Linked DNA regions of Triticum aestivum: region 2 is linked to region 1. Evidence: chromatin contacts called from public Hi-C data. All regions are on one chromosome and are shown on one strand. Each heading gives the region's core, a stretch centred on a gene start, on an enhancer-like site or on the middle of the called end of the contact. The rest is flanking DNA. Distances are from core to core; before and after follow the strand shown. Region 1 holds the start of LOC123060797 (putative E3 ubiquitin-protein ligase LIN). Region 2 overlaps LOC123060798 (bark storage protein A).

Evidence for each region. Hi-C and Micro-C count contacts between places; a contact is called where the count stands out from the background.
Region 2: a Hi-C map of leaf shows a contact between it and region 1, with 2.3 times the contacts expected there. The contact joins the enhancer-like site here to the promoter of LOC123060797 in region 1. A contact is called at or near these places in 2 of 5 Hi-C or Micro-C datasets (leaf and root).

What each region holds. Positions count from the first base shown.
Region 1 is chr3A:158,062,279-158,067,158 of IWGSC CS RefSeq v2.1, reverse strand. LOC123060797 (putative E3 ubiquitin-protein ligase LIN) reads left to right here and starts at 2,780. Exons shown (of 12, transcript XM_044483639.1): 1 at 2,780-3,629; 2 at 3,729-3,983. The coding sequence starts at 2,808.
Region 2 is chr3A:158,225,352-158,230,231 of IWGSC CS RefSeq v2.1, reverse strand. It overlaps LOC123060798 (bark storage protein A), which reads left to right. Exons shown (of 5, transcript XM_044483640.1): 2 at 911-984; 3 at 1,611-1,678; 4 at 1,785-1,940; 5 at 2,037-2,942. The coding sequence ends at 2,669. Among protein-coding and RNA genes, the nearest start is that of LOC123060798, 7.0 kb to the left of the region's middle. Within about 2 kb of position 2,896, at least 1 of the 8 cell types and tissues checked has an H3K27ac peak or open chromatin away from gene starts, as enhancers often do. A contact at or near this core is called in leaf, where this site is marked.

The DNA.
Region 1 (4,880 bases), core at 1,531-4,030:
TGAGATTGTGACTGCGAGGCGAACAAGGTTGTGAGATCAGTCCACAGATCAAAGGTATTTTCTCTCCCGATGACCTACGAGAGTATCTCTTTGGACAGAGAATTCAGAAGCTAGCTGAGAACTTGTTGATCCTTCGTCAGCCATGATCCGTAGACTAGGTTCGTCACCATGACCGTAGTTTTGTCCATATGCTGCGGCTCCACCGTCTTCGGGGGTGCTGCATCGGTGCCGTCCAGCAGACCAGTGACATGCGCTCCACGCGAAGCCAGTAGGACTTCCAAAGGAGGAAAATCCCCCTTGCGAGTTTTTCTATCGGCGGTGGTCCAAGGTCGAGGACGACCGGCGCAAAAGCGAAAGTCATGACGAGATGATTCTCGATCGGAGGCTAGATAATTTGGAAAAGGCTCGCTCTGATTACCATGTAAGGATTTCTGGAAGCATTCCTACCTTTCATAGAAGGCCGCGTGATGTTTATTTATATTAGGCAGATAGCCTGTGTCATCCAATACAAGACAGATCCATCGATCTCATGTAAGGATCGGTTACAGAGAGAATCAGGAGGAGACAGAGATACGTACGTCTATGTTTTGGAGATATTGAGTATAATACATCTTCTTTATCTAAATAGCTAGCCCCCACTACTAGATTTCTACACACATGTGTGCTCCACATCACCTCAATTATTTACAGCCTTTTGATTAAAATTGTGTGGCATCAAGAAGTCATGCATGTGCTCATAAGTTACTTTTTTGCATTAATGTAAATCATGCCACTCATTAGTCATGCATGTCTTTATTTTCCAACGCATGCATGTACTCATAATTTTGCATTAATCTATCAACTCAAACTTCGCCACTTCAGCAATCATGTCTTCTTTTTTTGGGGGATCTTTTTCTCTTTTATACATCATTTTGTCACACACTTCTTTTATGTTTTATCTTAAATATTTAAAACTCTTACATTTGTTTTTCATTGGTTTTAAGCACCTATTTATGCATTGGTTTAATATGCTTTCCGCGGCAACGCGCGGGACATCATCTAGTTATGTCTAACATGAGCAACTGAGCTAGGGCTCCCCTGGCGCACGCGCATCGCACTAGTGAGGAGCAAGAGGATGAGTCCCCAAAGAGTCGGTCGATCACATACATCAAAAGGTGTACTCCCTCCTATCTATATTATTTGTCGTTGAAACAGATATATCTAGATTTATTTCAGTGCTAAATACATTTGTTTAAGCGACAACTAATATGAATTGAAACTTGGAAAAAGTACTTACTGAAGAGCACTTGGAAGAAGCACAACTAAAATGAACAACTCCATCATTTTTCCAACCTTCTATGTGCAACATCAAATGGTCTTTTCACGCTCCAATAAATATCCTAATTCGAAGTACTAACAAAAATCTTGCAGATGAAGGTATATTAGAGCAACTTCAATGGGGCGACTCATTTCGTCCGCCCGCCTCTGTTTGGGTCGGCGCGGACAAAAGTGGCGGCCCAACACGCCGACCCAAACTCAAATCATGTCCGTCTGGCGTCCGCGTCGACCCATTTCTGGTTCAAAATTGCGTCTGGAATGCGTCGGCGTGGACGCGAAGCGTACGCGCCGCGCGTCTCCTCGCCGTCCGCCGTGTCCCCACCTGGCGGCCACCCAACCGCCACCGGTTGTCTTATTTATGACGATCACCGACAGCGGGCCCACGCGTCAGTTAATGGAAGCGTCCTTTTTTAACCACGCGTGCGGCGGGGTCGGCCTCATCCACTTCTCCCTTCCACATCTGCCCTCCCCCCACCACCACTCCCTTTACTTCCTCGCCGGCGACCGCAAACCCTAGCCATGGGCCTCTTCGGCAGCTGCAATGGCAAGGGCAAGGGCAAGGGCACCCCCCGCGCCTCGTCCTCCCGTGCTCCCCTTCCCCCTCCTCCTCCTCCGGCGGCGACGCGTTTCCGCCCTGGTCGCCGGCGCCTACACATCCTGGTGCATCAAACGCGGTGGCATTAGAAATACAGGCAGCCATTGCCGTACCCTGATGTCACGCTGCCGCACCATTGTTTATTTATGTTTATTTCGTGTAACTTATTATTATTTTTCCATGGCGGCACATTTGGGTCGGCCTCCCCGTTGGGTGGTCAAACCGACCCATTTTAAAATGCGGATGCGTACGTCCGCCTGGTCGACCCAAACAAATAAAAGGCGGACAAAATGCGCGTCCGTTTAGGTAGCCCCGTTGAAGTTGCTCTTATGGTTGGTGACTTCGTTGTCTCATTGTTTTCTCCATTTGCTCCAATTGGCGAGTCCTTCTCTTCGAAGGTTTTTGGTGAATGGTGACAATGACTGAAAGCCACCCCCATCAAACATTTGTCACAACGATTGTAACAAAAATCCCACGTATTTAAGTAAGAAGATGATCCGATGGACTGTCAAAAAGAAGAGATGATGATTTGACTTTCTCGCTACTGCCAAAGGTTTAGCAACTCCAAAACGGTCCTTTTCGCCGGACGAACGGCCCGTCTCTCTGACTCTCCACGCGTCGCGCCGTCGCGCGCTACCTGCCGACCGCTGCCGGCCGGGAACCCAGCCCGACCCAGTCCTCCTCCCGCCATAATTTAAATCCCACAGGACGCCAAATCCCCATCCTACCCCTCCTCCTCTCTGTCCCACCAACCAAGAACGCCTGCCCTTTTCGGCCATTTCGTCCTCTCCGTCGTCTGCATCTGAGTCCAAGGTTATCGAAACAAAACCATCCCCACCACCGAGTGTCCTGCTCAGCGCGGGCTGCACGGCACGCGACGCGAGAGAAGGCAAGCATGGCAGGGCCTACGCCGACGTACTCCGCCGTCGTGGCGCACGCCTCGGCGTTCCTCGCGGAGCTCATCGCCGACCCGCTCCTCCGGCGCCACCTCCTCTCCGCCGCAGCCGCCGCGGACGGCAGCGGGGGGCAGCACACGGCCGCGACGCTCCAGGCGCTGTCGCTCATATCGGACGCGCTAGACACGGTACCGTCCGCCTCGCCGTCGCCGTCGTCGCTCCGCGCCGCCGAGCGGCTGCTGCTGTCCCTCCCCGCGGCCACCCCGCTCTCCTGCCTCCTCTCCGCTATCGCGTCGGCAGCGCGACGACGCGGCGGGGCGCCTTCCGCTGCGTCCGCCGTGCTCGACCTCTTCGTCCTCGACCCCGCGCTCGCGCGCCACGAGCTCGCGCCCGCGGCATTCGAGGCGCTCTTCGCGCCGCGCCTCCTCGCCGTCATGCGGCACTTCGCCACGCGCCGCGCGTCGGCCGTCGCCGCCGTGGCTTCCGCGGCGCAGGGCGACGAGGAAAGATCCGACGAGACAGTGGCGCTGTCGGCGATGAGGGTGCTGTCGCTGATGAGCGGCGCCCAGGCGCACGAGATGAGGGGCCTGGAGCGCGAGTACGAGATGGTGCTGGACGTGAACTGCAAGGCCTACGCGCTCTACCTAAAGAAGATCCTCGAAGCCGGCGAGGCGCCACGGATGACGCCGCCGCCTCCTCCCCCAGAGCTTGTATTCACCACCGGACAGCACGCCGACGAGTACGAGAACACCGGCTACGAGGAAGCCTCGACGGACGCCGACGATGGGGCCGTCAGTTCGCAGAATGGCGTACGGAATAATGTAAGTCTCCATAGACACTTCGTTCTTTCCATCCATTTCAGCGTGCTCAACGGAGTAGTCCAGACTCCAGAGTCACAGCAGGTTCCGGTGATTTTGTAGCCGATGTGGGCGGAGGCGGAGGGCGACATGTACCCGCGGCAGGGCAGCATCAAGGGCCGGAGGGAAATGATGAGGCCGCCGAGCCTGTACCCGCAGCGCGTGGCTCCGCACCTCATAGTGCAGCAGCAGAAGAAGCAGCCGCCGCAGGTCGGCAGAGGAAGCCCGGCGTCCAGACTCCGGGCCGGGTACTCTCCTGCCACGGCTTCCGACGAAAGCACGGAGGATTCTTCATCCGAGATCTACACCGGAAAACAGGTGTGTGTCTGTGTGCTAATTTTTTTCAGAAATTTTTGAACATTTTAAAAGCATAATGTGAGTTCGATGCACTGGTAGCATCATAAGCTTTGATGCATCAGATATTTTCCCTATATACGTATAGCTATATCTGAATCTTTTTTTCGAGTGATCTGAACCATTTTTTTTAGATGTACATGTATCTGAACCTCGACACGGACCGAAACTTAAAGAAGTTCTCTTAAGCCGAAACTAGAGAGGTGTTTTATTATCATCCGAAACAGGGATGCAAGCAAACCATTCACGGATGGTCCACGACGGTCCGCTTGCATCCTTGTTCGTGATTGGATCCCTAGTCCGAAATCAGAGAAGTTCATTGGTGCTCAGCTCTAGTCATTTCTTATGAATCGCAGTCCCCAAAAAGATTAGCAGTGCACATCCCGGTTCATGATTAGTTAGGATGTGCGGTAGTTTATAATAATTAAACATGGATGCCGGCCTACAAGTAAAAATAAGAACTTTGAATTAGGCAACTTAGACCCGTTTGTAAGTTTATGATAACCCCATTTAAATAACTAGACTAGACTTGGTCTTATTTATTCTAATAAGCTGACATTTTTTGTTTACATTCTTACTTACCTTCTTCACAAGTCACAACACATTAGAAAACAAGATCATCACAATTTAACAACCTGAAACTAAACCATAAGGATGATTGGATAAATGGGGACTGAGATCCGGTGACTTATTGTTGACGAGTCACCGGTGAACAGTATGGTGCCTTGTCCCCTTCTCTACACCGTCTGGTCAAGAATTTATGGACAGATCTGTGTGAACAGTACCCTAGGTACAGTAACCCGTCTAGAGGAATTCGTCCACAGTGGATGAGCTTCAGTGCTTCATGTACAGTGTCTCCTA
Region 2 (4,880 bases), core at 1,647-4,146, 160 kb before region 1:
ACAGAATGCCGACTACTCCGTCGTGTAGGTGTCATCCCCATTGGAGGTTGTGGCGCCTGCTCTACTGTCGGTGAAGGGGATGATGGTGGAGTAGCAACCCCCTCCCCGACAATCTCAACCACAGGCTCGAACGACGAGGTCATTGTCTGAAGAGGGGCCGGACCAGTCGTACCAGTGAATGCGGGAGAGATGGACGTGGCCGGCTCCACCTGCAGCTGAAGGGCGTCCAAACTCGTAGAGTCAACTGTCTTTACAATCTGTACAACAGGAGGTTGCATGGCCTTCACCTGGGGCTTAAGAGCAGCCACGGGTGCGTGCATGCATGGCTGCACACCCGAGGTCGGCCTTTCAGCACCATGGCTAGCCGGTGCATGCATCCACTCCGGTCCTGCGGCACCACGCCCAGCCGCAGTATGCATGCATGGTTGTACACGGGAGGTCGGGCCTTCAGCGCCACACCCAGCCAGGGCCAGCTTGCCCAGCTCATCACGAGCAGGTAGCTGGGCGACCGCCTGCAGCGCAGCTAGTTTCTGGTGCTTCGAAGCCCCGTCCGGTCCCCATGCCGTGTCGCCTCTGTCCTGCACCGTAATGGAAGCAGCCAGCTGTGTCGCTACCGTCGGTATTGGCGACGACGATTGCAACGCCACCTGACCCGCTAGCTGTCGGTGCACCGATGATGAGTCTGGGCGTCCCGCCGAGAGGCCGGTGGCCTGCACCGACTTGGAGTTGAACGGAGTGACTACAGTTGAAGGGCCACCTCCTGGCACACCACCAAGGCCAATGCTCGCGAGTTCCCGTCGTTGCACCTGAGGCATTTGAATGTCTTCCGCTTGGGCAGTACTAGAAGATGAATTGATGGTTTGGTTGCCAGTGTGTTCCGAGGTGTCCATCTCATTATCCTTCTCCTAACATACGAGATGGTCCCCGTGCTCGAGTCGCCCAGCTTCGTGGCCAGCAAGAGCATCCCTAACATGGACATCCAAGGTAAAGATGCTCCTACTCAAATGGTACATTCAGTCTAATCAGATCAAGCGTGTATACGGGCGCCATGTGCGGAAATAACTTGACATGAAAGGGCACTATTAACATTACGTGATGGATGATCTTTCCGTAAGCTTGAAATGTCAACACTTTGGTTGGGTCAAAGAAATAAACGTAATATGAAACAAGCCTGTTCGTAATATCATAACATCAGAACGAATATGGTTGAATTGATTAACAAGCCTGCTCATATATGAGAACCGTCTGAATTATGTACTGTAGTGAATTTGAATGGTAGACGAAAGAAGTGACCGGACGTGCTGAAACACTTACGCATGACCTGAAAGCACATGATGATGGAACGCGGGTGAGACCGGGCGTTTCATGGAGGACTTGCATGAAAGCACATGAGATGCATGTGCCTATTGACGGAGCTAACCAGGCACACATGAGCAAGCAGAGTGAACGTTTGTACGATCGAAGTGAAAAATAATACTTCCATCTAAACGCTCTTACATTTCTTTACAGAGGAAATAGAAGTTAAAATCGGTCGTAACTACACCATATGTCGTTGATAATTAAAAAAAGATAATTAAATACTAACATTATCGCATGATTTTTGCTTGAAGGGCGAAGGTTTCGCTTCGGAACCATCGAAGGCCAAAGCGTCGTCATCGTCATGACTGGACTGAGCATGGTAAGACCGTACATACTACAGCATTATATTTTGTGTAGCAGTGTATCTTACAAATACTCAGAACTTAACGAACTGTTGCACCATGGAATGGAATCAATGACTGCAGCTCAACGCTGGTCTGACCACCCAGATGCTGCTGAGCCTGTTCCGGGTGAAGGGCATCGTCCACTGGGGCATCGCTGGCAACGCCAACGAGGACCTCCAGATCGGCGACGTCACCATCCCCGAATACTGGGCCCACGTTTCCCTCTGGAACTGGCAGGTAGTACAAATTTGGTATTAGAAAACGTGAACATGTCATGGTCGTCCAGGATTTTGATTTGTGGTGCTACCAAAATTTTGTCGATTGGGCGGCCAGCGGTTCGGCGACGGCAAGGATAACGAGCTACCGCTGGAGGCCGCCGGCGACTACACCCGGGAGTACGGCTTCCTCAACTTCTCCGACTACACCGTGGGGCAGAGCAACCCGGCGCTATCCGCCAACCAGCTCAACAGCATCTGGTACCAGCCGGAGGAGATCTTCCCCAAGTCCGGCGAGCCCGAGGAGCGGCAGCACGCGTTCTGGGTGCCCGCCAGCAAGCGGTACTACGCGCTGGCGGCGAAACTGGAGGGCATGGAGCTGCCGGCGTGCGTGAACGCGACGACGTGCCTGCCCCGCGCGCCGCGGGTCACCCGGGTCAGCAAGGGCTGCAGCGCCAACGTGTTCCTGGACAACGCCGAGTACCGCCAGTTCCTCCGCAAGCAGTTCGAGTGCACCCCCGTGGAGATGGAGAGCGCCGCCGTGGCCCTCGTGGCGCACACGCAGGGGGTGCCGTTCCTCACCATCCGCTCGCTCTCCTACCTGGCCGGGGGAGGCTCCGCGCTCGGGAACGAGGCCAGCACCTTCATCGACATCGCCGCCAAGAACGCCGTCGAAGTCATGCTCAAGTTCGTGCCGCTGCTCGGGAAGGGCGGCGACGAGATGGAGGACGGCGCGGCCGCGGACATGTGAGCCAGCAGCCGCTTGTCCATGCATGAATAATCGGATGCCCGTGCGTGGTGTATCGTCTCGCTTTCCCTTTTTCCTTTTTTTCTTGCGCCGCGCTATCGATAAGGCCTGCGAGCCCTAGCTCAACAGTTGGTGAGCCCACGACCACGACGAGTTGCAGAGATGAATAAATAAATCAAATAGTCGGCCTAATGCCGTTTGTCCGGATTCCCAATAGTGTGCAATTTAACCAAACGCACTCAATTGAATCACGCCACCGATGTACGTATGTGCTTACATCTACGTGATGCAGTACAATGTTAGTACTCTCACCGTTTCTTTTCACTTGGCACATTGGTTTTGTCTTGAGTTAAAAAAATAAGTCCATATTCATAAAAAATCAACATTCATAATATCAAATCAATATTATTAGATACATCATAAAATATATTCTTATACTGTATTTCTTTCGTATCGTAAATTTTGTTTTTTTAATGTAATTTTGATCAAAAATTACAAAATTTGACTTATGCAAAACGAGAAAGCTAAGTACCTGCCGACTGGTGGTTAGCAACAGACACGCACGCTTCCGTCATCCTCGATTGTTGGCTCATTTTTTTCAGAAAAGTAGCAGCAATAGGAATCGAACCCCGCACATACAGACTCGCTATAGATTTTTGACTATACCCAATGACCATCTCAGTCAACTACATGTTTATGTTTGGAGGTGGGCTAATTTTGTAGATACTTGATTACCGCAAGTAGGCCACTGCTATAGTGCAGCCGTCCATCTATAGTGTAGATCTGGCGAACATAATTTATCATTTTTTCTCTCTCCAGATCCTTTTGTTCGCCAGATCTGATTTCTTGCTTTCCTCCCAATCCATTTTTTCCCTCTCTAGATTTTTTTTTCGTTCGAGATTTTTTTTTCACGCAAAAATTGGTGTGAACAAGAGAGGATTCGATCCTTGCACCACTAGTGAGCCAACTCAACTAGCCTACCATCTGACCTACGATCTCTTTCTTGAACAAAAGAAAGTAAATGGGCTATTTAACATGTCTCATCTACTACGTATGCATAAAAACGAGTTAATTTAGTGTTCGATTTTTTCCGCGCTTAGGTACCCCGTTCCTGCTAACTTTACCAACCGGGGAGGGAGGGGTGATGAAATATCCTCCGTTAACTTTCGTGTAAATAACATGGTAACTCAAAATTCATATACCCGATAACTTATGTACCCCGGTCCTAAAAACTTTGTCGGCGAGGGTGGGGGTGGGGGAGTTGTTGAAACATACCACGGTAACTTCTGTGCAAATAACATGATAACTCAAACATGGCGGACCTGATAACTTATGTACCCCGGTCTCTTGATAACTTGGTCGGCGAGGGTGGGGGTGGGGCAAGTCGCTGAAACATGCCATGGTCACTTCTGTGCAAATAACATGATAACTCAAACATGGCGGACCTGATAGCTTATGTACCCTGGTCCTGATAACTTGGTCGGCGAGGATGGGGTGGGGCAAGTCGCTGAAACATGCCACGGTAACTTCTGTGCAAATAATATGATAACTCATACATGGTAGACCTGAAAACTTTGTCGGAGGGGTCGGGGTGGGGGTGTCGTTGAAACGTACGACGGTAACTTCTATGCAAATAACATGATAACTCACACATCATAAACATGATAAATTATGTACCAGTCCTGGTAACTTTGTCGGATGGGCCGCAGTGAGGGAGTCGTTGAAACAAATATACCACGATAACTTCTATGCAAATAGTATGATAACTCACACATCATAAACATTAAATTATGTACCCGGTCATGGTAACTTTGTCGGTGAGGTTGGGGTTGGGAGGGAGTCAATGAAACATACCACAGTAACTTCTATGCAAATAACATGATAAATCACACATCGTAGAAATGATAAATTATGTACCCAATCCTGATTACTTTATCGGCGGGGATAGGGTGGAAGGAGTTGTTGAATCATACCACGATAAGTCTTATGTCAATAACATGATAACTCACACATCGTAAACTTGATAATTTATGTACCCAACCCTGATAAATGTGGCGACTGTGGCGAGGGGGGCGGGGGGCAACCCCGGTAATATATATGTAAATAGCTTGTTAATAGACACATACTAAGCTGATAACTCACATACAAACGCCATTATAATTTTTTGACCCGAATTTTTTTAGTTGAAAAATATACACCCGGTAATTTCTATGT